2 separate regions of the Ovis aries genome follow, and region 1 is linked to region 2. A link is a contact called in public Hi-C data. All regions are on one chromosome and are shown on one strand. Each heading gives the region's core, a stretch centred on a gene start, on an enhancer-like site or on the middle of the called end of the contact. The rest is flanking DNA. Distances are from core to core; before and after follow the strand shown.

Evidence for each region. Hi-C and Micro-C count contacts between places; a contact is called where the count stands out from the background.
Region 1: a contact with region 2 is called in a Hi-C map of hypothalamus, with 10 times the contacts expected there. The contact joins two enhancer-like sites. A contact is called at or near these places in 8 of 16 Hi-C or Micro-C datasets (blood, hypothalamus, muscle and 4 more).

Annotation. Positions count from the first base shown.
Region 1 is chr23:55,496,406-55,499,492 of ARS-UI_Ramb_v3.0, reverse strand. No RefSeq gene overlaps it. Among named protein-coding and RNA genes, the nearest start is that of TCF4, 170 kb to the right of the region's middle. Within about 2 kb of position 1,757, at least 12 of the 54 cell types and tissues checked have an H3K27ac peak or open chromatin away from gene starts, as enhancers often do. A contact at or near this core is called in hypothalamus, where this site is marked.
Region 2 is chr23:54,953,404-54,956,211 of ARS-UI_Ramb_v3.0, reverse strand. TCF4 (transcription factor 4) reads left to right here. Exons shown (of 19, transcript XM_060405546.1): 15 at 1,455-1,590. Among named protein-coding and RNA genes, the nearest start is that of CCDC68, 280 kb to the right of the region's middle. Within about 2 kb of position 1,326, at least 10 of the 54 cell types and tissues checked have an H3K27ac peak or open chromatin away from gene starts, as enhancers often do. A contact at or near this core is called in hypothalamus, where this site is marked.

The sequences.
Region 1 (3,087 bases), core at 508-3,007, 540 kb before region 2:
TGGACAAAAAAGTAATCCAATTTGATTCCAAGAGCAATCCCATCCACAGGGCAGCTGCCAAATTCCCACTTCAAGTTGTGCTTTGTCAACCTGTTCTCTGACATGGCATGGATTCCTCTTCCAACTCTTGACAGAAATGACATTATCTAACAAAGGCAGGTCTACACGGACAGTGTGACATAAAGGATCCGAGAGAATCCAAGCCTGGAGACCTTGATCTGAAATGTTCCGCAGGTGAGCGGGGAAGCGGGGCCACTTGAAATAACCCAGATCATTGACTTTTCCTTCCGCTTGTGTAGACGGGTGCTCCTGACAATTCTTTTCAATTCGCCTGAATACAGACGAGCACCAGGGGGAGCTCACACATCTTCCTTCTTTTCCTCCCCCTCTCACAGAAGGTCGCCCTGGCGTCCTAGGGAAAGGGTGGGTCGGAACAACATACACGAAATAATCCAGTCACGCACACACACAGGTGATTTATCCTGTAAAAAATAGTCTAGATTCTTTCGGAGGGCTCTGCAGTACATGCCTCATATTGGCTCACCTAAAGTCAGCGTTCAGTCGTCTCAGCTGCCTTTGAGAGGTAGCCTCTTAAAAACTCTCCAATCAGAAAAACATCCCTAAACTGCTCCTATGTCTCCCTTAAAAGAGAAAGAAAGAGGCAAAGAAGGTGGGGGAGGCCTAGAGAAAGAGAGAGATTCTCTTCCTTGCAATCTGAAATGACTTTTTTTTTTTTTTTAAGAACACTTCAATTTTAATCACAGTGGAGGGTAATGGAAGGGATTTGGGCCTTTGGTTTTCCACTTTGATCAAAGGGATTGATTTTTTTTTTTTTTTTTTTTTTTTTTTGTATTTTAAAGATGAGAACTAGTTGCCTTTCTCTCCCCCCTCTCTCTCTTTCTCAGTCTCCCTCCCTCCAGGACTGAAAACGTGAAAGGAAGAACAACTCAAAATACGCAATTAACTATTCTATTATCAGTTTGAGCAGAGAAAACCCATGGCACAAAGGATCTTACAGGACTAACCTGTAGTCCTTGCCGGACAGACCCGTCATCTCAGGTCTGACACCCTGATTCTGTGTTCCTGACACTGAGTGTGGAGAGCCCTAGTTGCCCCAGCTGGTGAGAGGGAGAGAGAAAGACGCCCTGCTTCTTTACTCACCGCTTAAAAGAAAATGATATATTTCTAATCCTACGTTTCAAATCTACAGATCACAAAATCATTAGCGATCCCTGCAAGATCCTTCACGAGGTCATCTCACCAACCCTCTACTGGAAGGCAGGTGAGATAAAAATGGTTTACATTTTACTTTATAGATGAAGTATAGTTGAGATTCAGAGAGGAAAATGAAGAGCGGTGGAATGATTTTTGTCAGTAAATTAAAAACCCACTCAGCACCCCCCTGTAAAACTGTAAGTAACATGTTTTTGTTTTTTTAACATGCCAGGTCCAAACTTTGTACTATCCACAACCTTAAAGAGGAAAGAAAAGAAGGAATCACGGGAATGCAGAAAAGTTACAAACGGAGGCAGCTAACACCTGGGGGAAACGCTGCGGTTGATCAAAGATCCTATCAAATTGGAGAGTCTCGCGGGTGGGAGGCGGCGGAACCGCGCGGAAAGCGCGGGACCAGCGGAGGAGCCGGCGCCTGCTGGGTGCCCCCCGAGTTGCGCCGCAGCGCGATCGGCGGACAAGGCCGGGCCAGGCAGCCGCATGAAGCGCCCGGGCGGAGGAACCGCGGGGCGAGGCCGGCGGCGGGAACCGGGCGGGGCGGCCGGCGGCCGCGAGGAGCACGCTCCGAGCTCGACTTACGCTAAGACCGCGTGGCGCTCGGCCGGCGCCCCGGGAGCGCGCGGGGCGCACGGGAGGGACGCACCCGCCGCGGCTCGCAGGGCTGCGGGCACCGTCGGCCCGGCGGGGTCAGGGGCGCCCGCCCCCGCGCCCACCGCGAGCCCCACGGCCGGCGGAACCCGCCGGCCCCCGCCGCCGAGCCGGTGCAGACCGCGCGGGGAGATGGCGCAGACGCAGCCCGCGGAGGGAGGCTCGGGCCGCGAGGTGCCAATCCGAGGCTCTCCGTCGGTTTGGACGGAGGGCTGGCGACAGAGGGGCCGGGGCTTTAATCGCGACAGTCGCCCCGGGTGTCGTTGACTTTTTTTTTTTTTTTTCTGTCCACCAGGGTCGAAACACCCGAGGTTTAACTGCCTGCGACTCACGTGTCGGTGCGGCAGCTTCCCTGCGACTTCAGGGGCGGGAGGCCGAGCACCTGTGCGCCGCGCCTCTTGCGGGGACAGCTGCGCGCATCCTTGGAGCCCGCCGACCGCACCATCTGACCTGCCCGCAACGAAATCCGAGCCTCGGAATTCGAACGGCCCCGCGCACCTCCCTTCTCAGATAAATCTCCTAGGAGAGGATCGTTCCTCTCCACTCAGAGATTATTTAGGGAGATGTCCTAGGCGGGATAGGTAGACATATGAGAGCCCAAGGAAGATATGTGAAACGTTAAATTGTAGACACTTAAGCACCAACTGTCTGGAGCCCTGAAGGAAAGGGAGAAAGAAGAAGAAGAAAAAAAAAAAGATGATCCATCATCAGAAACTTCCAGAGCCCCTGGGACTTTCTAAATCAGTGGATGTACTAACCAGGGAGTGTGGGAAGATTTCTGAACACAATTCATATTCCTTAAGCGCGGGAAGTGGGAGTTCCATCTCTCTTCCAGCTGTAAAATCTTAGGTTCCTAATTCCTTGGTTTTGACCACCAGGAAGAGATTCCTTATCATCAAGTCAGCAAAAGCATTTCCATTAAATATTACTGGGTGGGAAATATTTCGTCCCCCCGGCTCACTGTATCATAACCACCATAAATATTTCTGTGACCCACGGTGTTTGATACTGGCCAGGCTTTCAGCGGAGCTGGGGCCAGGTGTTAAACAGCCCCACAGCACCTTGCCCTTGTGCAGAGAAGGGATTCCTACAGCTGCTGCTGACGCAGGATGGCTAGGAAGTTGGTTAGGAAAAGCATCTTTTTCTTTTTTTTTTCCTTTAAAGCTACCCTCTTGCCAAACATTCTTTCTTTGGCCACCAAAGGAA
Region 2 (2,808 bases), core at 77-2,576:
GTGCAGTAGGACCTTGTCGTTTATCCATTCTCTGTATAATAGTGTTATTTTTGCTGTATTTTGAATCTCAGCAGTTAGTATGATTTATATGGTCCTCCCCCTTCCCTCTGTATCATCATCTTCTGCATTGTTTTGGAGTCTGTAAAGGTGACAGTTCATACTAGGCTGTCTTGAGATAGCACATGCTTCATCTGGTTCTGTGCATTTTATTGTTGCAGTTCAGATTCTTATTGTTGTTGCGCTTGGCGAAAATATTCTTTAAACACTGGGTAGCAAAAGAGTGAAGATTTTGCGTTGTGGCTTTCGATTTCGGATTGGGAAAAAACATACACTCTTTGATTCATAGCAGTGTAAATTCATGGAGAGATACTTTTAGTGTTAGACCCACCAAACAATACACTAACAGATAATTACGTGGAATGCCAGTGAAGCTTGACTCACGGTCCTCTTGGTTTCCAAATGCTCAATGGTCTTCCTTGAAGGCGTTCACTATAAAAGTCAGCTATTGCTGTCTCAGTGCCATAAGTTCAACATCTCTGGACCCCAGAGTAGGTAGTAGTAATTAATAAAAAACTCAGCAGTATTTTTTTTCCAGACCCAGTCATCATGCTGTACTCTATAATTTTATTCTTGGAGTCATCGAGAGTGTTTCCAATATGGTGTCTATCTAGGATCAGAATAGTTTAAAAAAAAAAAATGGAAAAATGTCCAAACATCTTTGCATGGCAATGATGGCATTACTGGTGTGTTTAATAAAACCTTTATTGGTACATTTTCCGGTATGGTGGCATTGGCAGAAACGGTCCCCCTTTGGATTTGGAACTCAGCAGCTGATGAAATACAGTAAACATTAATTTGGAATGGGCTGCCAGTTTTGGAAAGCCAGGTGACATTTTATTATATTTGTACCGAGCAGGGGCTACGTCCCATACTGCTGTAGCTTCCGCTGTCAGAGGCTTAGCTGGCATTATGGAAAAAAAAAAAAAAAAGAAAAACATGGCAGGCCTGAGAATCTTATCCCCTGAAATGAAAGTCGAATGCCAAATTGAAATTCCTGTAGGATTTCCGATAGCAATGGGGGAATTGAGAAGCCCACAATTAAGCATATGGGCATTAAGATAATTGTCAGATCTGTTGGCGGACATGATAGAAGGCAGATGGGTGCGAATCAGTACGCTCCACCGCAGCACCCTGGGAGACAATTTGACGTTTTACCTGCCTGAGCTCCTCTGCCATATTTGTCACTGGATGTACAGCACAGCATCTTACTGAGCGTTAAGTGTTGTTTTTTTTTTCCTTCCGCTGAGGACTGTAGCTGCATGTATGATCCTTCAGCGCCCTCTAGTGAAATGCACTGGGGAGTCTTGTTTTCAAAGGCTGGTCTTCCTTCCTTGGGGCCCTGCGGTCGCACCTCTGATGCCCACTTACCTCCGCCGTCCCTCTGGCTCTTTCAGGTTGGGGCCCATCGTGAAGACGGCGTGGCCCTGCGAGGCAGCCACTCTCTCGTTCCGAACCAGGTGCCGGTGCCGCAGCTACCTGTCCAGTCGGCAACTTCCCCTGATCTGAACCCACCCCAGGACCCTTACAGAGGTAGGTCCACCTTGGAGGGGCACGTCTCATTTCCCTGAAACAGTAGACCCCGTGTGCCTGTGGTGCCTCCTTGGCATTCATCCCTCAGGAAGCACTGGCCCGTAACCACGAAGCCGTTTCGGTAACAAGATGGTAAGGAAATGGGAAAGGCTTTCGAACATCGATGGCTAATTGTGTTTCTTCGGTAACTGTTTTCCTCCAGCATCTTCTGAAACCCTGCTCCTGTTTGCAGCAGGGGATGAGACCAGATACTGATGAGAGGAAATGTGATTTTAGCTATTTCCACATTGCGCTCATCCAGATCCTTTAATGTGGTTAGTTGTAGCCTGACAGTGATGTTTCCAAATGAAGAGGAAGGAAGGAAATGGGTTTTTGTTGCTTAAGATGGAAGGAAATGTAGGTACATTTCAAAAATGGGACTCAGTCGGATGAGTCATCCAGCTCTGTCCTGATTGCACCGTACCCCTGACTCCTTTCGGCTTTCCAAGACCCCAGGTGGCAGGGTCACAGGAACAAGACCTGGGTCCCAGGTCCCTCTGCAAATGGCTGGCCCGATGACCAAGAGATGCTTATGTAATACCCCATTGCCCTCACATTGAGAATAAAATGTGCTAACAGTGCCGCAAGAACGGATATGTGTAAGCATTTGTCCAAGTATTAAGCATTGTAAGAATCTGATTGTTAACTATATGTGGGCATGCCTGCCCATTTTTATCGGAATAGTCAGACTTTGATGGCCCTTTCTTTTAAAGAGCCTTTGGGTTTTCTTTGTCTTAGGTCAGCCCTTCTTATTGTGTACAAGCATGACCTGAGGATGTTGTTAAAATGCTGATTCTGATTCAGTTAGTCTGGGGTTCTGCATTTCTAATGGGCTTCCAGGGGATAAGCATACTCCTGGTCCCCTGATCAGATTTTGAGGGACAAGATTCTGGACCCCGTAGATTACAGATTGAAGGAAATACTGAATAGACACGCTTCTTCCTTAGAAATAAATGATTGCATTTAGGCCACGTTTTAAGGTTTATTGTGATCTTGGAAAGTTGAGCAGTGGAAGAGCTAGAAATGTCTTCATTGAGCTGCTTTCCATATGTACCATTTTTAAAGACTGATTACTCCTCGAGGATAAGAGAAGCCTAATTTCAGAATATCATTAGGGTATCTATTGAAGTCTTGACTGTACGTATTTAGCGTACTCCCTGGGAATTATATTTTAAGGAC